Regions from separate parts of the Pan troglodytes genome. Here region 2 is linked to region 1. The links are chromatin contacts, called in public HiChIP or PLAC-seq maps. All regions are on one chromosome and are shown on one strand. Each heading gives the region's core, a stretch centred on a gene start, on an enhancer-like site or on the middle of the called end of the contact. The rest is flanking DNA. Distances are from core to core; before and after follow the strand shown.

Region 1 (6,100 bases), core at 2,163-4,662:
TTGAGCAAAAGCAAAAGCATTAAACAGAGTGAGGCTTAAAGAACCTTTATGTGTTTGGGAAAATCCTCATTTTCTTTTTATTTCTTACCTTGTATAATCCCCACCACTGTCAGGTAGGCAGGCAGAATCATCTGCTTACTTCTACCTTGTGGACCATTTATTCCATGGAGCACTTATTCCACGTGTAACTTGATCTCCTTCCTTTTGTAGAACATCAAGAGGAAAATAATGTATGGTGTATGTAATAATATTATTTCTTTCTAAATCTGACGGAGCAGGAAGATAACACAACGTTTAATGCAGGCTTGTTGTGTAGCTGTCTGAGTAGAGGGTTCCAGGCCATAAAACCAACACCATTTACCCATTTCCTTTGAAGCAAAGTAACTGTTCAACGTAAAGCGGAAAGAATCTTTGGGACAAGTTTATCGCTATGATCAGCCTATTAGTCTAACATGCTGTCATCCTTCCCGCACTATTTACTCAGGCACACTAAGTGCTTCTTGGTTAACCCTGCCCAGTACTGATCATCTCCAGTGGCGGGGGGCTACATGTTTTTTGTAGGTTGTTCTTATATAGAATGTGAAGGATACACGATTACCTTGTGCAAGGGACAAAAAGAATATAGCGGTGTCGGTTCCAACAGCTTTTCCCATGTTTTCATTCCCAGCAAATACCATGTTCTTCCATCTTTCAGCAGCTCATGTAGGGGAATGAACAAAATGTTCTGCCACGAACTTGTTTCAAAATTTCTACTAGGGCAGCAGTTTGAGGGATTTAGCAGGAGAAGCGAGGGGTGTGTTATTCTGGTCATGCGTAAGAAACTTGGAAAACAGAATCAGAAAATGAGGGCGGTGGGGAGTGGTGGCAGAGATAACTTGGCAGTAAAACAAAAGTGAACCAACAAAAACAACACAACCTAAAAGGGAGTTGAGGAGGCCAGTGGAGAAAGGGGGCATCACATTGACAACTTGGCCAGAAATCTGGACACTGTAAGGGAGGATTTAGTGCTGGGTCGTGCCCTGGGCTGAATTTATCGCTGCTTGCCTTGTTAACTCGCCTCATGTTTAAAGTCAAAACTGCCATAGGCTCTGAGGGATTTCCATCTTTGTCATTTGTATGATCTGCCTCAAAATACAACCTCCCAAGTAAGGAGAATGATTCCCCTCCTGCCAGGAAGACGAAAGCAGAGAATTGAGGGATGCCGAAATCGATTTTTAAAGGGTTTGGGTTTGGGGCGGTTCCGGATGAGGCTCTGTGCGCTAAGTGAGCGAGACGGGGAGGTGGGAGAGGACTGAGCGCTATGGAAAGGTGGTGGGGACGCAGGTGAGGGCGACGCGGGGAAGCGCATGGTCCTGGGGCCCGCAGACGGGACCGAGCAGCCAGCGCCGCTTGTCGGGGCTTGTGGTTGCGAACACAGAGTGGAAAGAGGATTCTGCGCTCTGCTCCCGCCCCGGGAGATTAAGAGTCAACCCTACCATGCAGCCACGTTTTGCCAGTTCCAGGTAAGTAGGAAAGACTGACTCCCAAGCACAGATAATGTTACAAATGAGGTGCGCTGCGAAGCCAGGAAGCACAGCACCCTTTCGTGTCTAGGCAGCCGGGAGCCCAGGAATGCACCCGAAAGGCGGGGAGTCAAGGTCCCCCACCGCTTCTCCAGCGCCAGGAGGCCGCAATTTGTAAGGCGAAATTAAAAATGCACCACGTGTCGGCCCGGAGGCTAACGATGTTTATACAGACATACCACACCGAGGGAACCGGCCCAACATTCCGCACTGGGCGCGGAGAAGAGGGGGTGAGGGCGCGGCCGGCCCGCCCCTCCCCCGCCGCCTTCCTGCGCCGCAACCTGGACTTGACCCCCGCGAGCCTGGCTCGGCGCGGCCGGGGCCGCCCAGCCGGAGCCGGGCGCTGAGACCGGCGGCCCGGGCCGGCGTCGCTGCGCGCCTGAAGACCCGGGCGGCCAGACGCGCCCACCACCCCGCCGCGCGCGCAGACCGACCCCGCAGCGCGGCCGGACCCTGGCGCTCCCGGCGGGGAAACGTTTCCAATGCCTGGAGCTTTTGTTTGATAGCGAGGGAGGTGGGTACGGCGCTTGATGGGGGTGAGGGGAGCAGAAGGAGAGAGAGTTTGGTCCCCAAGTATTGAGCTGTGAAAGAGCAGGGGCAACTCCAGGGCCAGCATTCAGAGCGGAGAATTAGAGCTGCGCACGCCCCAGGTCGGATGCGACAACGAGGTCCCCGGGCCTCAGCAGCTAGGTGACACTGGGCAAGTCTCAGCAGCTCTGGGGGCCTCAAAGTCTCAACTGTAAACTCTGGGCACGCGGCTAGCGCCAGGTCCTCTCCAGCCCTAACATTCTGTGATTCTAAACTTGTCTGATTTGTCTCATATGTTGCAAGGCTCGTAGCAAAAAGAAAAAATACTCCATAACTATTTAACAGGAATTAGCTAAAGCACAGCTCTAGAGAGAGAGACACACACACAAGTTTCAAATAACCCGGAACACTAGAACCTAGTGAATTTTATACCTTTACTAAACTTTAGCGATTATTTGTTTCTTTCGTAACAACGGTTATTGATTAGATTTAGTGCTGAAAAAAACCAACAACGTGCGCTTTGGTCATTTGTCTTATGGAGGAAACATAAATCTATAAATCTTCCTCCTGTCTCTAAGAAATAAAACTCTCTTCATTTCCAAAGTATGCAGATCTTCCAAAGGCGTATTCTTTCTTCTTTCTAAATCTTTGCTCTTAGCCTCCTAAAACCAGTGGCTTTCTTTTCTTAAAATTTATGTGATCTTTAAATAAAGAGAGATAGAAAAAAGCCCCATTCTGCAGTTGCAGTCTGAAAAAAGCTATGTCCAGGAAGAGATATTTAGATTTTATTTTGAGAGAGTTTTTAATCTGAAACAAAATGATTTCTCATCTCCTAAAAATGTACGCAAAATAATTTATAAAATGTTACACAAATTTACAGTATGATTCTTCAAGTATCTCTGGAAAGAGGAACATACAGTCTTCTAATTACCCCAAGGAATGTACCACATGTGGGTGGGTGATTCAGAGGCTGGCTAATCTCGCTTCCCCGCATCCCCCAAAACAGTAAAAACAAGGATTAGATTTCTGACATCTGTCGTTTTAAAAATAATGAGTGGAAAGGTGATTGATTTGAACTCTTAATTATTCCCAAAACAAGGTAACAAGGTGTTCTCTGATTATGTAATGTTCCAAGTGCAAAAGCTCATTTCAGTGAACAGCCTCCTAGGTGATCTTCTGCCTAGCTCAGGGTCATCTCCTCCACCTCACTCCTGCCCTCCAGAATTGCTCCCTCTCTAATCAGCGCAGTCCCATTCTGGCCTCGGACAGGCAGGAGTCAAGGGAGACACGGAAGCACGCAGGCTCCTCCCCCAGCTTCCCAGGGACAATCCTTGCAGCAGGAGGGTTTGTTGTGCTGACCTTGTGAGCGAGTGACCCATAGAGAAGGACACTGTGTGCGGTCACTGAAGTTTTCTGACCTCATTTGTCCACGTCGGTATCAATAAGTCGGCCAGGGGGAGGGGAGAGAGGAAGTGGAAAAGGATGATTATGAGGACATACAGGACAAGGGACTGTGTGCAGCTGCTCTGCTGACAAGGAATAATTGGAGCTGTGTTTCCTTGAAGGAATTGTTTTAAATTGAAGGTTGGCCTGGTGTTCACAGCACTCCCACCAGCCTTTCTGCTCACTTCCCCACCATGATCTCAGCCTCCTATCTCCTCGGAAGTTTCCTATGCCAGGGCAGTGTGTTATGCCCAGGACACAGACTCCAGGGCCAGATGACTTGGGTTTGAATCCAGTTTCATCACCTGCAAAATGGAAATGATAGTAGTTCCAGCTTGTAAGAGTGTGTGAGGTTGAACTAAGTTATCACATCCTTAGAAGTGTGCCTAGCACTGCATAAAGCCTTCTAGATACTTCCTTCCATGGTTTTGTTCAGGTTTCCTCTCTCAGCTGGAGGGTTGCCAGCTTTACTCACTCACTGCTGCTTCAAGCTGCTCTGAGCAAGGATCAAACCTTGGCTTCTCCAGGAAGAAAAGATGTGTTATCAGATTTGCCTTTGAAAAGATCTCATGGGGAATCTAAGGTGTAGAAGACTCCCAAACGATCCTTCCCGGGAAGGCTACCACTTATTGAACCCAACTCAATAAATGCCAATTTGTACACTATTGCATTTAAACTTTACAACAGCCCCAAAAGAAGTATTTTTATTCCATTTTATAAGGAAGAAACAAGGACAAAAAGAGGTTAATGGCATTCCCCTGATTGCACAACTAGGATCAGAGCACAACAATAATAAATAACACTAACTAAATAGCTGACCCGTGCAAGGTATTGAACACCTTGCCATGTCTTCATTCATTTAACGCTCACAGCAACCCTGGGAGCCAAATACTATTATTCTCCCTACTTTGCAGCTGAGGAACTGAGGCAGAGAGGCCTTATCAGCAAACCCCACAAGTAGAAAGTGGTAGAACTGCATTTGAGTGCAGGCCTGCTGGCTCCCAGCCCATAGATCCAACCCCAGTACATGCTCCCTGTGCTCCTCTGCCCACCAGTGACCGGAAAGCCCCAGCCACGCTGACCTCATTGCCCCTGGCTGTAGTCACCATCCAGAAAGTCCTTGAGAACTGCAGATCTCAGTTCTGTGAGAAACAAAAACTACCATATGTCATTGCCTTGTGCCTATTTGAATTTTTGAGACAGAGTGAATGTTGTTCTGTTTTTTGTTGTGGTTTCCAGGAATCATAATATCACGTCTATGTATTGAGAAAGGATGGCTTTTTCCTGTCATTTGCAAGGGATTTTTTTTCTCCTCCTGAATATTTAGGAATAGGTGGCCCTCAAAACTTTCCATCCAGCCTGAGCTGGCTCAGATGTGTAAGTGCTGGGACCACGATGAATCTTCTACAAGGCTCCAGAAAAAGAAGTTCCTGTGACCAGCTGGCCAAGGGAGAAGGGAGAGGCACAGCCCCTCCTAAGCAGGCAGAAATCTAGCACCCACCCCTTGAGCCACAAGCTCAGCCTCAGCTCCAGTTCCTCACTAGCCCTTCTGCACCTTGACCTTAAACTCTCTGAAGTGCATGTAAAACCTTGCCAACCAGAGTTTCCTGTTGTTCTTTTGCAAAGTGAGACATTCACAGGTTTTTTCCCTTTTCACCAAACAGGCTTGTGTTTAGAAGTTATTTGAAGCATAAAAAGTGAAAGTTCAACCCTTTCACCCTCCCAAAGGTATTTTTCCAGAGTTGAAATAAGCAAATATTTTGGTAACAATTTGGTAAAGTAAAATGAATTTCCTTTGGAATTGGTCAATAAGTGTGATTTTCTGTCTTTTCATTTTATTATTAATATGTTGGAAAGTTGAGAAGCCCTTGGTTTATGCATGCAGCCACTCTCTGTACCCACAGGAAACACTACTGCGTGAGATGACAATAACCCCTGTGAGAGGCTGTCCTGTCAACAGTGAGTGACACTGTCAACCACTAGATAAAGAGATCAGGATCTGACCCCAGAGCTTAACCTAATCCAGTTCACATATAATGAGATTCGTTGGTGCTAGTTCAGCTGCGGATAGGTGAGATGAAATAATAATAATAATAGTTAACACAGATATGTGCCGGGTTACCTTACATATATTAACTCATCCTCAAGCAACCCTAAGAAGTATTATTATCATCCTTATGTTACAGATGAAGCACTGAGAAGTTAAGTAACATGCCCAAAGTGACACAGCTGCTAAGTGATGGAGCTGAGATGTAAACTCAGGCATTCTATATCCATAGTCCATATTCTTAACCACCACAGAATGCTGTTTCCCGCGGTATTTTGAGTTTCGGTAGGTGATTAATATCTCAGTAGGAGTGAAACAGAAAACACAGGCAGTGCAAAGGAGTCTCAAGAGAAAAGTTTCTGATGCCAGGCTGCCTGGTCCGGTCCTGACTCTGTGCTTGTTAAATGTGCAGCCTGTCTTGGTTTCTTTATCTTTCTGTGTGTCACCCACTGTCAAATGGAAAAGCTAAAGGAACCTTCCCATAGGGCTATGTGGGGATTAAATGGCCTAAAACATGAGT
Region 2 (6,100 bases), core at 2,674-5,173, 220 kb before region 1:
ACACATAATCCTTCCCTCCTTGAAACTGTCTATGATGTAGGAATTCAGTTCCCATCCAGATTTACAGATGTAAATCTTCAGTTACCTAATAAAATGGAGAGAAGAAAATCATGTGATTATATTTTGAATCTAGTAATACTAATGAATTCAAAGCCAGACTTCATTTTAGAGGGCTTTTGTAAAAAGTTCTATTTTCCAATCTAATGCTTGGTGTTAAGTCTTGAAAATTTAAGGTAATGCAAACCCTATCATTTCCACCTCTAAAAATTCTATCAGAGTCTCTAAGAATCTATGTTTAGGCTCCTTACACAGCAGCAAACATGGAAACAATATTTATTGTCCACAACTTTCCTAGGTAGATCAAATTGTTCAACACAGAACTGGCCATTCTACTGGCAAGTGCCTGGTTACCAGCTAAATAGTTGGGTACACCCAGTAGACCTGCAGATAGAGAAAGCTTTCAAGACCAGTCTGGATACAAACAATATCTGGGAATCAATTGCCTAGGACTATCTCAATGGTAGGAGAAGTCTGCCTCAAGGAAATGTGTATTGTTCTTGAAAATGCCAGACACCAGTAGGAAACACAAACACAGACTCAAAAGAAGCAGGGAATGGCAGACTGAATAAATAGCACGTGCGCACCCATTTTCCTAGGAAATATGTGTCCAAGACTGAAGAGTTGTGGTGCAGTCTTATCTGTCATTTACGTCTTAAAGATAGGTGAGTCTTGGATAATATCGTGCTTGTGCCCCACAGGAGGCTGCCAACTATTATCATAGATCATCCACTAGAGGGTGACAACCACATATGCTTAGGGATGGATGACTGTAGACACAGTGCACATTCCACAGTCCTGAGAAGAGTTTCTTGAAGCTCATCCGCCTAAGTGGTTGGACTTTCACTTTGGAGTCGCCCATAAAAAGGAGAGAGAGAAACTATACATCTTTTCCATACTTATGGCCTAGGTTGTCTCTCCTTTTCAGACTTAGTTAAGAAAAAATTAAATATATATACGAATTTTTTGTAAGTAGAAGGAACACCTCCTATCACATTAAATAGGAGGTGAGTATCTCTAACAGTTGGGAGAAGGACATGCTGAGATTTTTTCCTATTACTATTATGGATCTTTGGGACAGTTTCAGTAAGTACTTTCAGGGGGTACTTGGTTTTTCCAACTTGAAAATGGGGGCTATTCATTATAAATCTTAGAGCAAAATTCTGATAGCAAAGTAGATAGAGGAATATAGAACCTTTTATTAGAAGGTTTTTGTGTCTTTCTAGGATAATTATTACAAGTAGTATCAATATATACCAACTAATATGCATGAGATAAGATGGCGGGTCTGAGTCTTGGTTGGGATGTGGGTCTGGAATCTTGGATTATGGACATAAGAAATATTATGAACACTTAATGAACACCTAGGCAGCAGGCTCAAGCCCAAGCACACACCACAGTAGCTTTCGAATAGTTTCGATGTATTCTAATTTGTATTTCTCCCCAGCTACTTTTGTGGGTAGTCATTTAGGCAGCCCTTCATAGAGTTCTGGGTCTTTTCCTTAACTTTCCACAAAAATGTTTCAGCTTTAGGAAGAGGTTTTGGGAAACCAGAATGTTTCCATTACTGTACGGTTAAACCTTTTGTTCACTACTTAGACAAATATACTGAGTACTCATTTTTGTTTTTTTTTAAGAGACAGTAGCTTTTATAACAGGCTCGAACATAAGCTCCTGTGAGCTATGTACATAGTAAGTCCTCCGTAGCTGTTGCATATATAATCCATGGTTAGTATAAAATTATCCTAATTTTAAATAAGACAAGCCATAGTTCTATGAGTGATATAATTTTAAATAAGACAAGCCATCGTTCTTTGAGTGATGTGTTTGAGTGATGCTTCTTGATACTTCTTTCAGCTTAAACATAGAAATCATGATCACACCACTGCACTCCAGCCTGGGTAACAGCGAGACTCTGTCTCAAAAAAATAAAAATTAAAACTAAAATAAACAGAGAAACCAGATTTTCTTTGGTTTCCTCTGTCGGTGACTTTGGCTGGTTCTCTTTTGCATGTTCGTTGATGTTTCTCCTTGCCTTTGTGTTTAGTGTTTTTAGCAGGCGGTGTTTATAATAGACTAAAACTTTGGGAGCCAGACAGACCTGGGTTCAGTGGGTTTACATTGCTGGGTTTTATAAGGATTAGAAGCAAATATATGTACAGTGCCTGGCACAAAATATATAAACAAAATGTTGTTTGTTAGTTATTAGTACTAGCTGTATTAATAATAATAATGATACTATATATAATAATATATTATACATTTGTATATATAATATATATTTGTATATTTTATATATATAAAATGATAATATTGGAAAGCTAGAGGGTGCAGCGAAGAGATGGCAGGGTGAGCGTGGTATAAGTCTGAATTTGGCCATCTGGTTATTTGCAAGTTCTCTTCCAGCAAATATTTGTTGTGTACCTTCCATAAGCAGCATTGTTCTAGGCACTGGGGACCAAGTGAAAAACCAGACCCCGTCCTAGGAACAGTATCTGCTGTTTACATTGTCATATAGGAAGGAGCAGTGCACTTAGCAAGAGAATTTTTTAGTGGTGCTGTTTTGGGACCTGCTTCTATTTAACTTAATGGAAACTGTTTTCAGTAACAGATTTATTGAGATATAATTCACATACTATATAATTCACCCACTTAAAGCATGTAAGTCTGTGGTTATTAGCATATTCAGAGTTGTACAATCACCATCACAATTAATTCTAGCAGTCGCTCCCCCCAGTCCCCTTACTCCTACCCCCACCCCCAGTTCAAGGTAACAGCTAATCTACTTCCCGTCTCTATAGAGTTGCCTGTTCTGGACATTTCATCTAAATGGAATTATAGAATATGTGGTCTTTTATAAGTGGCTTCTCTCACCTAGTTTAAAGTTTTCAAGGCTCATCCATGGTTATAGCATGTATCAGTATTTTATTCCATTTTATGGCTGAAAACATTTTTGAAGTTTCCTTAATGCACATTAAATACTCATATGTTGATTGATTCATTCATTTTGTTTTTCTAGTCTGTGTTGTTTCTCTCTCACTCTTTCTCCTGCCCTTTCTTGGACAGGTTTTCTCTCTTCCCTTCTCTTTTGAAAGCAACCACCCTCCTACTGTTACCGCAGACTCCTGCTTTAACTTTAATATCTACTGAGATTTGGAGCCTGTGGCACCTACTCTTTGCAATGACAGAAAATCTGGTTTCTGTCCTTTATTTCTTTCCAGTCCTTTCAGTTTCAATCTGTGTGCCCTCCAAATGCAATAGCTTGAGATTTCTTTAAAGAACATCTTAGACTTGGCCTTGGAATGGAAGCTTCAAATGATATCTAAAGAATACATGAACCAGCCAAAGGAGAAAGTGGAGGGAATTAAAAAAAAAAAATCAAGAATGACAGCCAGAGAATTTTCACAAAATTCGGACAGGCTGTGGCCGTTTCTTATTCTTATGTCTGATGGATTGAACATTTCCCACAAGGGCTTGGTACCATCTAGGACCTGAAGATACGCTGAAGGTTCCTCGTAAAATCCAGCCTCTATTTTATTCTCACTTCCTTTCTTCTGGGTTTGGCCTATGCAAAGCCCACCGATAAGTTATAAATGACTTATCAAGCATTAGCGTTTAGAGAGTAGACGGCTCCATAAATACCTACTTGGCCTCATTAAAAAGCTACAGCGATTAAAGAGAATGATTAGTGTGGTGCCAGAGGGGAAAGCAGAAAATCCAACATCTGACTCAAAAAGGGCCAGACCTCTTCTCAGGGAAGACCGCGGGTGTCAGGGAAGAGGATCTGGCCCGCGCCCCGGAGCGGAGCGCCGGGCGTCGGCGTCTGCGGAGCCTGCACCAGGGCCTGTCACGGGAAGAGTTATGAAAAGTGCACGCGTTCTCAGAGACGATTACCCTCTTGCCCTCCACGCCTCCTTCCCAACCTCCCCTTCCACTCCCTGCTGCCCCCACTGGAACTCAAAGCATGATTAAAACAGAGAAACCTATAACGGGGATGAAATGACCCTCAAATGACTGCTTAATTACAGCGAAATGAAAGCCGGGGGGCTACAAATAACCAGGAACTGTCCCGGCTGTCACTGAAGAGGAGCCTGCGCATGAGTCATGAGTCATGAATTAGCCACTAAGTGTTCGCCGCCAGCCCCCGGCCGCCCGCCTCTGCCCTGCCCGAGCCGGGCTCGCCGGCCCTCCACGCCTGGCCCCACAGAGTCCCCCGCCCCCGCGGGCGTCCGGGCCGGGTCGGAACCGGGCGGTTGTTGTGATTCCCAGGGTTCCCCAGTCGCCCCCGGCCGCCCGGTGGGTCGCTGGGTCGGGGAAGGCTCCCAGGCTGCGCAGGAGACAGGCTGACTGAAGGAGCGCAGCCAGCGCGGCTGCAGATAAGTTAATGTACACAGAGAGGATGTAAATTACCACGACCCGCAGCAGCAGGACATTGGCCAGGGCCCTGTCAGGGAGAGGACAAGCGTCGGGGGCTGCGCGCTCGCTGACACCCACCCGGGATGGAGCCGCCAGGCGGCCCGGCCGGGGAGGACCTCTTGGAGCCAGGCTTTCCTTGAAAACAGCTGCGTGTCCCTGACACCTCCAAACTAATGCATTTTTAATCAGAGGAATTAGCTCTAGGCGTCCCATATTTTTCCAACCTCCCCCCACCAACCCCTGTCTCTTCCAGCCACGTCCCCCTCCCCGCCCCTAGCTTAGGGACTGGCAGTCCCATTCTGTTTCTTTATCGGGACTCTGCAGAGTCCCCCGCTGCCCCTACACCCCCGAGACCAAACCACCTTTAAAAAAAACTCCCTCCCCACCCCCATCCTCCCACCAGCCCTCCTCCACCGCCGGGTTCGCTCCAATGCAACTTTCGCCCCCACCCTTCCCTCTGTTTATACAGTGACATCACAGCCCCTGGCTCTCTCCAAGACTCAAAGAAAACAGAGTTCAAAAAGGCAAACAGGAAAGCCCGCCGGTCGTGGGCACGGGGTGAGATTCGGTCCACCCGCGGCGGACCGCGCAGACGCGCACGTGCGCACACCTCGGTGTGAGCCCGTCTCCACTGGGACATCCCCGGGAAAGGGCTGCCCAGGCCGTGCTTCCCGTCAGCCCCGGGGAACTCAATTCCCTTAGGGAATTGAAAAATGTCCAGTAGTCACATAAAAGAAAGTGAAAAGGTAAAACAGGTGAAATTAATTTTAACAATATAGTTTTAATCTGATATATTCAAAACATTATTTCAATATGTAATCAATATAAAAATTATAAATGAGATATTTCATATATTTTTTCACAGTAAATCTTCGAAAAATTACACTCACAACACATCTCAATTCAGACACAAATTTTTCATTGGAAATACTTGATCTGTAGTTACATTTCATAAAACTTAGAGTTGAAAAAATTGATTCACATACTCACATTGTTCCAAAAATATTTAAGCATTTTTCAATAACTGAATCCAGTTATTGTTCTGAATCCAGTGTTAGTTCTTAAGTGTGAATTTACACTAATGTGAAATAAAATAAAATTTGAATTAAATGAGAATTTGGAGTTAAATAAAAAATTAAGTTTCTTTGTTGCACATTTTAAATTCCTAACAGCCACTTGCAGCTAGCGGCTATCAGATTAAACAACAGGGATAGAGAGTAATAGAATCTCCAAACTTCAGCTCTTGTTAACATAAAGTGGAGATAATAGTATCTACTTTATGTAGGCTTGTTGTAAGAATTAAATGAAATACAGTAGAACAATGTATATTAAGTACTCGGTACAGGGCCTAGCACATAGTAAGTACTCAATAATGAAGGTAACTCTGAGAATTATTTCTCCACTTTGATTATTTTTGCACCCCCACCCCCCATCCTTAAACTCAGCGGTTCATACTTCCTTCCTCCAGAACTTGCTCTTAGGAAGGATTGTTACATGAATTTGCAATAAGCTGCCAAAAATGAACAGAGTATTCAAACACTCAAGTGTCCTTCCGTCCCTATTTATTAGACACCCCTTTCACCCACAACATGCCTTCAGCTTCATTACTGTCTGTGCTGGCTACTCC

Evidence for each region. HiChIP or PLAC-seq counts read pairs in DNA pulled down with a chosen protein or histone mark.
Region 2: a contact with region 1 is called in an H3K4me3 HiChIP or PLAC-seq map of stem cell-derived excitatory neurons, with 16 times the contacts expected there. The contact joins two enhancer-like sites. A contact is called at or near these places in 1 of 7 Hi-C or Micro-C datasets (stem cell-derived neural progenitor cells) and 1 of 1 datasets of contacts at active chromatin or transcription factors (stem cell-derived excitatory neurons).

The regions. Positions count from the first base shown.
Region 1 is chr17:32,184,408-32,190,507 of NHGRI_mPanTro3-v2.0_pri, reverse strand. No RefSeq gene overlaps it. Among named protein-coding and RNA genes, the nearest start is that of CTAGE1, 71 kb to the left of the region's middle. Within about 2 kb of position 3,412, at least 2 of the 24 cell types and tissues checked have an H3K27ac peak or open chromatin away from gene starts, as enhancers often do. A contact at or near this core is called in stem cell-derived excitatory neurons, where this site is marked.
Region 2 is chr17:32,404,299-32,410,398 of NHGRI_mPanTro3-v2.0_pri, reverse strand. No RefSeq gene overlaps it. Among named protein-coding and RNA genes, the nearest start is that of CTAGE1, 150 kb to the right of the region's middle. Within about 2 kb of position 3,923, at least 8 of the 24 cell types and tissues checked have an H3K27ac peak or open chromatin away from gene starts, as enhancers often do. A contact at or near this core is called in stem cell-derived excitatory neurons, where this site is marked.